Regions from separate parts of the Gossypium hirsutum genome. Here region 2 is linked to region 1. A link is a contact called in public Hi-C data. All regions are on one chromosome and are shown on one strand. The core of a region is the stretch at or near the end of the contact, and the rest is flanking DNA. Distances in the headings are between cores, read along the strand shown. Region 1 holds the start of LOC107918204 (a long non-coding RNA gene). Region 2 has its middle 5.1 kb from the start of LOC107926897.

Evidence for each region. Hi-C and Micro-C count contacts between places; a contact is called where the count stands out from the background.
Region 2: a contact with region 1 is called in a Hi-C map of leaf, with 4 times the contacts expected there. The contact joins two enhancer-like sites. A contact is called at or near these places in 2 of 34 Hi-C or Micro-C datasets (hypocotyl and leaf).

The regions. Positions count from the first base shown.
Region 1 is chrD08:46,375,408-46,381,912 of Gossypium_hirsutum_v2.1, reverse strand. It overlaps LOC107918204 (a long non-coding RNA gene), which reads left to right and starts at 1,108. Exons shown (of 3, transcript XR_001689967.2): 1 at 1,108-1,239; 2 at 1,503-1,574; 3 at 2,311-2,652. Within about 2 kb of position 4,617, at least 8 of the 9 cell types and tissues checked have an H3K27ac peak or open chromatin away from gene starts, as enhancers often do. A contact at or near this core is called in hypocotyl and leaf, where this site is marked.
Region 2 is chrD08:46,471,077-46,477,354 of Gossypium_hirsutum_v2.1, reverse strand. No RefSeq gene overlaps it. Among protein-coding and RNA genes, the nearest start is that of LOC107926897, 5.1 kb to the left of the region's middle. Within about 2 kb of position 2,279, at least 3 of the 9 cell types and tissues checked have an H3K27ac peak or open chromatin away from gene starts, as enhancers often do. A contact at or near this core is called in hypocotyl and leaf, where this site is marked.

The DNA.
Region 1 (6,505 bases), core at 3,368-5,867:
TTTACGGGATGACATGTCAGAATTGTAGTCCCAAAATTGCTGTTTCTGAAACCACTAGAAAACGAGCTGTTATATAAATATTTTGAGTCCTGTTTGAAGCGACCACCCGAAGCCAATCCTTTACATTATTTTTCTTCAAGTACTTCTTTGTCAAGTAATGTACCTAAAACAACAATACACAATTTTTAAAGATGCTTATCAACTTTAAAAATCAAATGTCTCAAACATTCAGGCAACTCATTAAAAAGGTAAAGTTATTTGAGTAATAAACAAGGTACATTACTTCATAAGATTCAATTCGAACTATTTTTAAGATTTAAGAGATGTGGTACCATTTGGAAAAGCTACGGTTTCTTGAAATGTTGATCTTGTTCTTGTTGTAGTATGTAGTGACGACGTCACTGACAATATTGGATTTGTCGCCAACTTTGACATTTTCCTACAGGAACTTTCCTAATGAGGCGATCATGATATTGTCTAGGGTTAGCTTGGCACGATAGATGGTGAATGAAACTACCTTCTTTTTTCCACCCTTGGGTATCGCTATTGCCATTAGAAGGGTGGCCCGACTTAAAGGCCCACCTGAAAAGTGAGAGGGTTTGGGTAAAAATGTAATGAACCGATTTCCAGTGGGCCAAAAACTACGATTCTGAAATGTCATTTTCCTACAATGTGTTCATAGATATTAATATTTAATATTTATGAGACTAGTATAGAAACCTATTAAAGTTAGTCTAGTAACTTAGCTTAATCGATAGTAAATTAAGGTACAAGGGTTATGATACTAAAGTCAGTGGAGTTGAAAATTACAATTCTGAGATCCTGTTTCCATAAATTGATCTCGTAAATAATATTTATAAATATTTTCAGAGTTAACCTTTTAGATATATTAAATTTTGATTAGGAAATTTCATGTACTTAGTGTTTAATTTAAGTACAGAGACTAAATTACATAAGAGGTAAAAGTGCAATTTATAAAAGGATTATAATTAGAAATTAATAAAGGGACTAAAGTGGCAATTTAACTACTAAATTAAATTTTTTAGCCATTTAGCATATATATTATATACGTGTGACCAATTAAAAAGGAAAATGAAAATGAAAAGAAACTTTATAAAATAAAAGAAAAAGGTTTACTAAATGGGGTGGGTAAAATAGAAACAAGCTGTTTCTTCACCCTCAAACCATCGACGCACGGGGAGAAAATGTTAGGGTTTTCAAAAATTCAAGCTTCAATTGGTATGCTTTAATTAGTCCGTTATTTGTAATTTTTACATTTTTAGAATCCTGATTTTATAAGCTACCTGACCCATGTATTGTTTTTCAGTACTGTTAAAGATTGAGGATATTACCATTATTGTATTCGCTAAAATGTTACAGACCGATTTGATAAATTTTTTGGTTAAGTTTGAAAGATATTTTGGTCCCAATTTTTAGGGATTTGATTGAGTAATATACAAAGGTTGTGTATTGTTAATGTGTTCTATTTGTTTAATCCGTAGTTGACGTCAACCCGGAACCTTCGAGGAAGAAGGGAAAAGACAAGATTGAAGACGAATAGCTTCGTGATTACGGTTGGTGTTTCTATGACCCGACTATTTCAATTATTGTTATTAATTATATATACATTTATATCCATATACATATCACTTGGTTGGTGAGTTTATAAGAAGAATTAGTTCTTGAAATAATTTGGTGTAATTGTCAAATAAAATTAAAACATGAGTTGGAAATGATTTCACACATATTTTTCGGTTCTACCGACCAGCGTAGGGCTCATTTATTGTCGGTTATATCGACCAGTGCTAGGCACACATATTTATTGGTTTTACCGACCAGCAGGGCGCACTTATTGTCAGTTATACCGACCAGTTTGGGCACACATATTTGTCGATTTTACCAACCAACGCACTGCACATTTTATTTTCGGTTATACCGACCAGTGCTAGGCACACATATTTGTCAGTTTTACCGACCAGCACAGGGTGCATTTATTTTCGGTTATATCGACCAGTGCTGGGCACACATATTTGTCAGTCCTACTAACCAGCGCTAGGCGCAATTCATTAATACGAATTTATTCATCAGGCACTGGTGTTAATTGGAACCGTATACATGACTAAAGTTGAGTTACGTTAATGAGGAAAATAAAGAGATGGAATGGAAATAGGGATAGAAATGAGTTTGATGAATGATATTAAATGGAACCTAGATTTGCTGATTATTCTACAATATAACTTGGTTTCATATCATAAGAATATTTTTAATTTCTTATCTAGTAAATGACTCCAATTTCTGCTATGTGTACAGATTAGGTACTATTTTGTTAGATTGTCAGTTCAACATCCAGCGGCAATCTAGGACTCAATGTTGGTGGTTTGTTTCTTTTTGGTCTTGCCATGTACCTAGATGGTTTAAGGCCTTTTGTTTAGTTATCCCTTTTGTAACGATGTAAGCATGCATATTGATAAATGAATGTGATCATTTTGTAACGTAAAAAATTTGTTGAGGTGCCAATTGTGGCATATTGGTTAGATTTAAGATAGATGATTTTGGCATGCTTCTAGTGTCCTTGGAATTGTCATAAACCATGTGAAATCTAATTTCTTTTGCAGGGGTTTTTCGTAAAATAAGCAGAAATGTTGTCAAATTTAAAAAAAAAATTTATTACTACACTACCATTTCAATAAATTGAAATAGTAAAATAGGCGTTTGAAGGTGGCATTTTATATTCGGATCCTCTAATTGGGTTGAATATAAGGTGTTACAAAAAATATAGGCCCGAAAAATAGGTTTAGACAAAAAATAAGGCCAGTTTTAAAAAAAACGGACTGGGCCTCGGGTAAGACATTTTTGGCATGGGCCAAACTCAAATTCACAAAAGGACAAAAAATTTGCTATTTTTTTGTTTGTTTTCTCCCTATTTTGCTACCATTTCAGTATTATGTTACTACTAATTTGTTGTTATTGTTTGGATATTGTATAACACTTGTTTTATTGTTAATTTTGCTATTATTTTAGAGGCACTTGCTTGTTAAGTTACATCTATCTTAGTGTTATTTAAGTATACATATTTTTGAAAATTTATTTTCAATTTGTTGGGAAATATTTATTTTAATGTTTCTAGTATTTTCTATGTATTATATATATTATATAAAAAAATAATATAAAAAATTTAATACTAGCGGGTCGTGCCTGGGTTTTAGCATTTTTATCTGGGTCGAGCTTGGGAAAAATTTTAAGCCCATTTTTCAGGCCAAGCCCGGGCCTAGGAAACAGGCCTAAATTTTTTGTTGGGTCGGGACCTATGAGCACCTCTAATTGCCATGCAGGGGAAACACTAGAAAATTTTTTAGGGGGCTGAAATTAAATTCTAATTTTTACGACAGCAAAAATGTAATTTTATCATTTTAATAGCCTATATCTTTATAGTTTTTAAAGGATTAAATCAAATTTTTTATATTTTTAAGGGGTCAAAGTGCAGTTTTACCTTTATTAATTTAAAATTTAAAAAATTTTAAAGAATCTAAATGAAAAAATTTTCATTTTAGGGGAGACCGAAGCCCCTGCCAACCCCATTAGTTTTTCCCTTGTTGCCATACTAGTCATACTCGAGCTAACTAGAGTGTTTTTCATTGAGTTAAATTGATGATAACAAATGAGGAAAAGAATAAAAACAGAAAGGGATGAAAGGATAGAAAAAATACCTTGGTTGATAATAATAATAATAATAATAATAATAATAATAATAGGTGAAGTTGGGATTGCTTTGAGGTTCAACCAAAAATAAAGGTTTTAGTTTAGGGTTGATTTTTTGGTCTTTTGGGCTTTAACACGTAAGAGAATGAAATCAAGGACGACACAAAGAGGCAAAAGGCCTTGACCACCTAAAATGATAAAAAAAATTAGCCCTTTTAAAAATTTGAATTTTTAAGTTAATATAATGATTAAATTGCATCTTGACCTCTTAAGATGGTAAATTTCTTTTGTAATCCCTTTAAACATTATGAAATAATATGTTAATATAATGATGAAATTATATTTTAACCCCTTTAAAAAATATAATTTAATCTTTACCCTTTAAATAAATTTTTAGCAGTGCAATCCCATGACTTAACAATAAAGCAAATATAAGTTCTTAAAATATTAAGAAAAGGTAAAACTGTGGATCAAATTGTAAACACAACTGAAAATGTCTTCTCTGGAAATTGGTTGTGTTTCGGAATCTAGGTCGGTCGTCGATCAGGAAATGAAAAAAGTCAGATTTAAGGAAGACGACAGTACTGCAGATGCCGAAATGATAGAGGATGTAGTCTCGCCGTCAAAGGACTTGGTTTCGCCAGCAAAGATCACTTGGAAGTAGATGCTTATTGGGAAAGGGGATCACAATCAAGGTGAAAGGCCTCAATCTACTGGTAAGGATAGAAATTGAATTTTTGGAATACAACGTTAAAAAAACTATTGTTAATGGCATCCCGGCGATAGAATTTTCAAAACGTATTCAACAGAACCTTTTAAAGGATATGGAGACTACGGTGGATTAGTAGCTTATGGCGACCATCTAGGCCATTCAATCTTATGGATATAGAGATGGCTATTTCTTAGCCAAATTTCATAGTATTGAGGATTATAATAAGGCCCTTTCGCAAGGGCCTTAGATCATATATGGCCAATACCTCACTGTTCAACCATGGACAAAGTATTTCAATCCTATGAAACCTTACTCGAGTATGGTATTAGCTTGGATTAGATTACCGGGACTCCCGGATTTCATGTATAAACGGAGAATCCTGGTAGCTATTGGAGGTTTGGTAGGAAATGTGGTCAAGCTTGACCTTAATACTGACAGCAAAACAAGATGTCGTTTTGCTAGAATGGATGTTTTTGTTGATCTTAATAAAGCCATTATATCCCAAGTTATGGTGAATGGAGAACTGTAAAATGTTGAGTATGAAGCTTTACTGACCATCTACTTTTCTTGTGGAAAATATGGTCAAGTATGAAGGTGTGTCTGCGTGAATTCTGGGGAAAGAAGAAAATAGGTGTGAATGTTGAAGGGATAGAACCGAATGGTTTTAATAATGAGACAGATGGGTTAGTTGAGCTTGTTATTGGTAATTTAAGCCAGGTTTTAGGTGAGAAAGATCCAAATTTTTTTGTTAAGATGCAAGCATTAATGCTTTTCTTGTGAACCCAAAGAGTTCGGCCACAAAGGTTAACAATGATGGGTTAGAAAAAGGAAACAGTGTTGACTTGGGCTTGCGGGCTGTGTGGCAAATTGCTAAGGACCTTGCGATCTGACAAACTAGGAAAGGTGGTCCACAAGAAATTTCAAAAGGTCTCTTTACAGATGGGTCCACTCAGTCTAAGGGCCAAACATTTACTGGGGATGGATCGTTCTAGGAGACACGTGGGTAGAGCACTGAAACAGAATTAAATGAGAACATTTTTTGCGCTAGTAAACAATTGGATTTTTCCAGTACAGATTCGGTTGAAATTGCTAACTCCTTAATTGATTCTAATTTAACTACTTCTCATTACAATCCCACTTTTTAAGGTTCGAAAAGGATTATGATTAAATTAAATGATAAATTTTTGGACCTAGTGAAACATAAGGCTGTCATTTTTAAAAATAGGATGGCTTTTGATAAAAGACAAAATATTGGAAGCGATAATAAAGTTGGGGGTAGTCCAAAAAGTCATGGATCTTTTGAGAATGTTGGAAGAAACCGTAATGGAAAAAAATTAAATAAGACTATTCGTAATCATGAGAATAGTTTTAAGTCTGTTGGGAATGCTCGGGTTACATTGTCTAATTCTATGAATACCTTGATTGAGGTTATTAATGATCAATTTGACAAATAAAATATTAAAGGATCAGAAGCCTCGGTAGGAGTACAGAATCTTGAGCCCTTGGGCTCAAACTAGTAAGTTGGTCTCCTTTTTTCTTTATTTATTAATTATGAACTCAACGGTCTTTTTATGGAATTGCTAAGGATGTGTAAGTTCAAAGTTTATACGCTCTTTTCGTCAGTACAACAGATAGCATAATCCTGATATTGTTAGCTTGCTGGAAACAAGAGTAAGTGGTTTTAAAGCAGATAATATTATTTCTAGTTTGGGTTTTCAGTGTTCTCAAGGTAGGCTATTGGATTCTCTAGAGGCATCTGGGTGGGATGGAAGGAACAACTTTCCATTGAGGTTTTATGTAATAATTTTCAATTTATTTGTATACGAGTTCTTAGAACTGATCTTGTTTTACCTATTATCATGGTTTTTGTGTATGGTAGTCCCGATACAAGCTCGTTTCAGATGTAATGACGAGTCGTAATTGATTCTCGATCAAAATTAGGCAGTGTCGACTTTAAACAATTTTAGGTCTTTGAGTTTCAAGAGTTTAATGTCTATGGAAACAAAGGTGTTTGTTGGTTGATGTTTGCTGGGTTATTCAATGAAACAAGAACGAACCCCTATTAGTAAATAAGGACCCGGGCTTAAAACGTTT
Region 2 (6,278 bases), core at 1,030-3,529, 98 kb before region 1:
TTTATGCCAAATTAAAGTAAGGGGCTTAAATATCAAATTTTAATGTAAAAAAATGACTAAACCCATTATTAAATATTTTTAATGGAATAATAATAATTTTATTTATCAATATTTACATTTTCTTTGTCGATTTGACCATTATTTTTTTTAGCTAAATTTGGCTCTTAACCTTCTAAAAACAAAAAAAATTGTAAACATGACAGCCCACTTTTACTTTGTCTTATTTGTTTTAATTCTATGAACTTTTTATATTCTTATTTTTATTTTATTTTTTAAATATATTTATAATTTATTAACGTAACATATAAAATAAATAGTGTCAAGTCAATTTGAAGTACAAGTGTATTGCCAAGCCAAAATCATTCAAAAAGTTAATTGTTTAGTCTATATTTTCATCAAAAATAAAACGATTTGACCTTTTTTTAAAAAGCTGATAGTGTTGATTGAGTCTTGATTGGCATCAACATTGTTACCAATGTAAGAGGACGTGTGTTCGAGTATAGCACGAAGTGAATTGCCATGTCAAATTAGTATGAAATATAAGTGGATTGTCATGTCAAGATTGTTAAAAAAGGTTAATTGTTTAGTTTGTATTTTTATCAAAATAAAATGATTTGACTCTTTTTAAAAAGTTGATAGTGATGATTGAGTCTTATCTCGATTGATATTAACATTGTTATCAGTGTAGGGGATGTGGGTTCGAGTGCGCTGAAACACATTATCCTCCTATTTAAGGGTTAGAGAGGAATTATAAGTAGTTCTAGACATTATACCAAAAAGAGTAAATATAATAAAAACCTATAATGAGATTAATGTTAAAAAATTTGATAGTAAAATTTAAATAAAATAACATGATATAAGGTTAAAAGTTTTTAACCTTCGGTATGTTTAAGTTTAACAAATACCAATACTTTTTTTCCTTCTTTATGTATTATTAATATACTTCTTTTTTTAGTTATGTAGTGAGTGTGCCACTAAATATTCTTTAATTGTAGTTTCACCTAAAGCTTTCTTCAAAAACTCTTGTCAACAAAAGAGGATGACGTCTTTTTCTTACCTTTGACCACATTCCCTTATTTATTAAACCCATAATGACTCCTCCAATTTTGTAAAAAACATTATTTTAGTCTTTTATTTATATTTTCATCCTTTATAGTTAAAAATTTTATATTTTTGTTAAATCATCTCAAAATAAATAGAAAAGTTATTTTTTTTAACTTTGCTGACATTGACATGCTAACATTTAATTAATTTGTTTAAAAAATTAAAAAATTTATTTTTAAAATAAAAAATCATTAAGATTATTTAAAAAGTTATAATTTTTTAAATATTTTCTAAATTTTAAAAAATTAATTAAATGTTGGCATGTCATTCACGTGGTAATTCATGTGTCATGTCAGCAAATTTAATAAACGTTAAATTTTCTATCTATTTTGGGGTGACTTGACAAAAAAATAAAAATTTAACGGCTAAAAAAGACAAAAAAAATAAAGTACTAAAATAACTTTTTTTTTATATAAAATTGGAGGAAAAGAAATTATTATGCCTTTATTGAAAGAACATACAAAATGTAACAACCTTTGACATTGTTATTAAGAGCGTGTCTGCATATATTATTATATGATCCAAAATATATATTAGCTTGGTTTATTTTATGTTATAGGTCTGCCCACTAATAATTAACCCTTGAAGGCCTCCTTTTTCATATCCGCAGCTCCAGCCTTTGTTTTCTACGAAATCTATGGGTTTTGCTTTTTCGCAATTTACTCCCTTGTGGATTGTATAAATCAATAATTTGGGATCATTTATAGTAACAACAATGTTACACTTTCTAATTATAAAAGATTATTCATATAATTAATCAATGTGACTATATATCAATAAAATTTTTATAAATGACATGCTTTGATCCTTAATGTAAATAGAAATCGAAATAATCTAAACCTGTAATGATTTGTTTTTTTAGAAAAATTAGAGCCTAAAACCTAAATAACATAACTCTGAAACAATCTGACCCCTATGATGATACGAAGAAAAAAAATCCAAAATTAAAAAGATCAAAATCTAATATGAGTCATACACCAAATGTATCATATACTAATAAAATTATTAAAGCGAAAATGATCTGAACAAATAAAATTCAATAAATTCAACTTGAAATATTAAAATTTAAAACAATCCAAGTAATGAACTGTCAACAAGTTGAAAGATGTAGTGTGAGCCCATTTTGATGCATGCATGGTTGCATATTTGGTGCCGTCCAGTCCATCGATGTTTATCTCCATTGTGCAGCCCCTGTGTTTCCTATCATCCATTCATTATTGTGCTTTCCTTGATTCAACTACGTCCATAACAAGAATATCAAGTTTATTCACTATTGGGCCTTTCTTCTACTTCTTTGTTACACAACCTTCAATTTAATTATTTAATTTTTGATTAAATTATAAAGTAAAAATTTAAATATAATAATACTTTTAAAGTTTTTGTATTTGCCGTATATTTAAAATTTAATCTTAATACTTTTACTTTTAAGAATTTAGTCACTTTACTTTCCGAATTTAAAAATTTAAGTCCATTTGTTAACGTTGTTATAATTCTTTTGTTAAATTTTTAGCATGACATTTTGAAATTAAAAAAAAATACTCCCTTAATATCCATGTTACAAAAATTACATTGTAATTGTATTTTTAAGGAAAAGCGTCGCTAAATGTATTTTATTTAAAAAATTACACCACATCAATTTTTTTTCAAATTTATGGTATTTTCACATTATTATATAAAATAATATATAATTAATAAACTCCAAATGTTACATTTACAAATTCTTGAAATATATAAGTTTTAATAAATCAAATATAACACATTAAAATTTTATACAAATATTTTGCTACAAATAAATTTGAAAACAAAGTTAACAATGACATCCCTATTACAACCATTATCAAGTTAACTATGTATCCAAAAATATTCATACAAGAGAATGAAACAAAGTAAAATTGTTTGTTTTACTTCTAATTTACTTCTTCCTTTGTTTTAAAAGGCCCAATTCAGTGACAACATCATCAAGTATTTTTATTCGAAATAATCATTAATTTTTCCTAAAAAAATAACAACTATTATGTGAAAGAAAGGAGGAAGATATAAGTTCAAAACAATTAGTGGCTTTTTCTTAGAAAGTGTCACAAATTATACACAAACAATTAGCGGCAATTTCAACAAAACGCCACTAAAGAATTTAATCTAACTACATTTCCATTATAAAGGCCATTAAAGGTTTGGCGCCAAAACAATTTCCTTGAGAAGTTGCATGTCTCGAGTTAATTAATATGTTTTTCATGGCATTTTATCGCAGAAACACCGCTATATGTTTTGATATAGGTGTTTTTTTTAGAAGTGCCACTAAAGGGTTACATATAGAGGCAATTTTCTTAGGAACGTATAAAAATGTTGTTGGGCCTTCCTTTTATATATTGTTGTATAAATATCTATAATCGAGTGATAATTTATTGCACTGGCAATGCACTTTTTTAATTCTACAGGTAAAGTTATAAATTTTTGACGTGTCTCATTTCTTTTATATATTTCTTCTTTTTTTTTTAAATTTTTTTACTACACTCTATATATACTTGTTATCAACCTAACCCTGCTTGTGAAAATTTTAAATTTCACTAATAGTGTATCAAATGTAAGTGCCTGAAGAATCATATATAAACCAGGAACTTTCATGTCAAATCATTAAGAACAAAATTATATGCAGAAGCATACCTGGATCCATTACTGGAGATTTCCTAGAATGTTTTTAATCTTCCAAGAAAATAGTTTTTCTCTTTGTATAACTCTCTGATGGGGATGGAAAAGAAATACGAGATATATCTATTTCTTAGGGACAATTACCTCTTTTTAAATAACTTATTATTAAATTAGTTTTTGGGTATTTATAATTTGGCCCCTCATCAAATTATAAATACAACTTATGGTATCTCCACATTATGTCCATGACACTTTAATACCTATGAAACTTTTAACATAATTGGCCACTGAATTTTGTATCACACTTTATAATAGCATTATACATTATACATATGCGCCCATAATTGGGGATTTTAATCCAACAATCTCCTACTTAGGCAACATATGTTCCGTGATAAATATACAATCTTATGAGCTCAAAATTTGCTATCATATAATAGGTATTCTATAACAACCTCGTCCATCAACTATATCCATATAGGATCAAATCAGTCTTTGTCATGTTAATCATGACTAAACTCATCAATGGTCACATATATAAATATAGTCAAATGACATAGATCAATCATGAATGCGTAGCATGGAAATTACATGCAATGTGAACCAAACATGCCTATTTCCAACTAGTCCTCCTTAAACTTAAGTGAGGTCAGTATCAAAATAACAAAATAGAGTGAATAAACTGAATACTTCATTTCTGATAAAAAAACAACCAAATATATAAATGTCTAAAAACAAACATAAAGAAATAAAATACAAACTCCTAATAATCCATGATGTCCTTAAATAATATAACACCCATATGAGCAGTCTGCTCATGAAAGACCTTGGGTGGTAAACATTTTGTGAACGAATTTGCTATCATGGAGTTTGTCTCAATGTGTTCTATGGATATTTGTCCACTTTACACTCTCTCTTTCACAACTAGGAACTTTATGTCAATATGCTTTGACTTAGACTTAGTTGAGCTCTTGTTGTTGTTGGAATACAACACTGCTGACTTATTATCACAAAATAATTTGAGTGACCTTTCTACATTCTCCAAAATGTGCAGCCTAGTGTCAAAGTTCCACAACCATATTCCATGGTTTGATGCCTCATAGCACGCTACAAACTCAACTGCCATAGTGGAAGAAACTACAAGTGTTTGTTTGACACTTTTCCACAATATAGCTCCTCAAACTAACATATAAATATAGCCTGATGTAGATTTCTTGCTATCTTGGCATCTAACAAAATCATAATCAGAATACCCTACGACCTCCAAATGATCTGATCTCTTATAAGTGAGCATGCAATCTTGTTAACATAAAATGGTGGAATTGAGATTTTTTTTATTGTAAAAAATGATGCATGAATCAATTAGTTTGTGTTACATGTTATTAAGTTGGAACCAAATGGTATTTTTGTCAAAAACAAGGGCCTCGTCACGACTACTAACTCCTAATGTCGCAATGGGAGCCAACAGTGAGTGACGTTGCGATGTGACTCACTAACTTGGTGACGTCACAATGTGGAAAGTGTGAAATTGCAACGTCAATCCGTGAATTTCAAAACTTTACAATTTTGTCCTAATTCATGCTCGGGTTAACTAAAGAGCTTTCGTAAGCTCGTGTATGACCTGAAAATTAGTGAGATACATATTTAGAATGTGAATGATACTTTTTTGCTTATGTTATTGGTTGAATGTTGTAATATTGTCAGACGTTGCTCTAATATGTAGCATCCTACCGCTCGAACCCGACAGTTGGATTGAGTGAGGGGTGTTACATGTTCTATAGTGATGCTTTTAATGGTAAAGCTTGTTTTGAATAATAACTCTTTCGAAAAAATACAACTGTTCTAAATAAAAGTTGTTCCAAACAAAAATTGTTCTAAACATAACAATTATTGAGCTGTCATTATTCTAAACAAAAGTTGTTCCGAATTTTAGTTTTTCTCAATATGATTTGTTCTCAATAACAACTACACCATATGACAATTGTTCTAACTAAAGCCCTATTCTGAACATAGCTATTTGGGGCATAGCTATTCTCGAACAACAAATATTCTGAACGAGTATTCTAAACAAGATTGCTTTAGAAGAAATATTAAGTGAAACAACAATGCTATTTGTTTCACACTTGGTAGCACAATTTTCTAAAATATAATATTATTTATCTCAATGAAGAAATAAAATCTTTTATGCATATATATATTTCTATTTGTACATAATCTTTTAATTTCATGCATTTTTATTAAGCGTTTAAACTAATTTTCAAAATTTTAAAAAAATTCATTTAAATTTAGTTAAAGGTTTGATTAAATTAAATTTATGATTTAGTCGAAATAGTGTATTTTAATTAGAGGATTAGAATAAGAAAGCCAATAGTTAAATCATGATTAATTTGACTTAAAATGATTAAATTTGTTTAAAAGTAAATTAGACTACTTTCCACGAGTTAATAACAAGATTTATTTTAATATGATTTTGTACGTGATAAGTACTCATAATTCATATATTTTGGTCCCTTATTGCTTTACTTTCT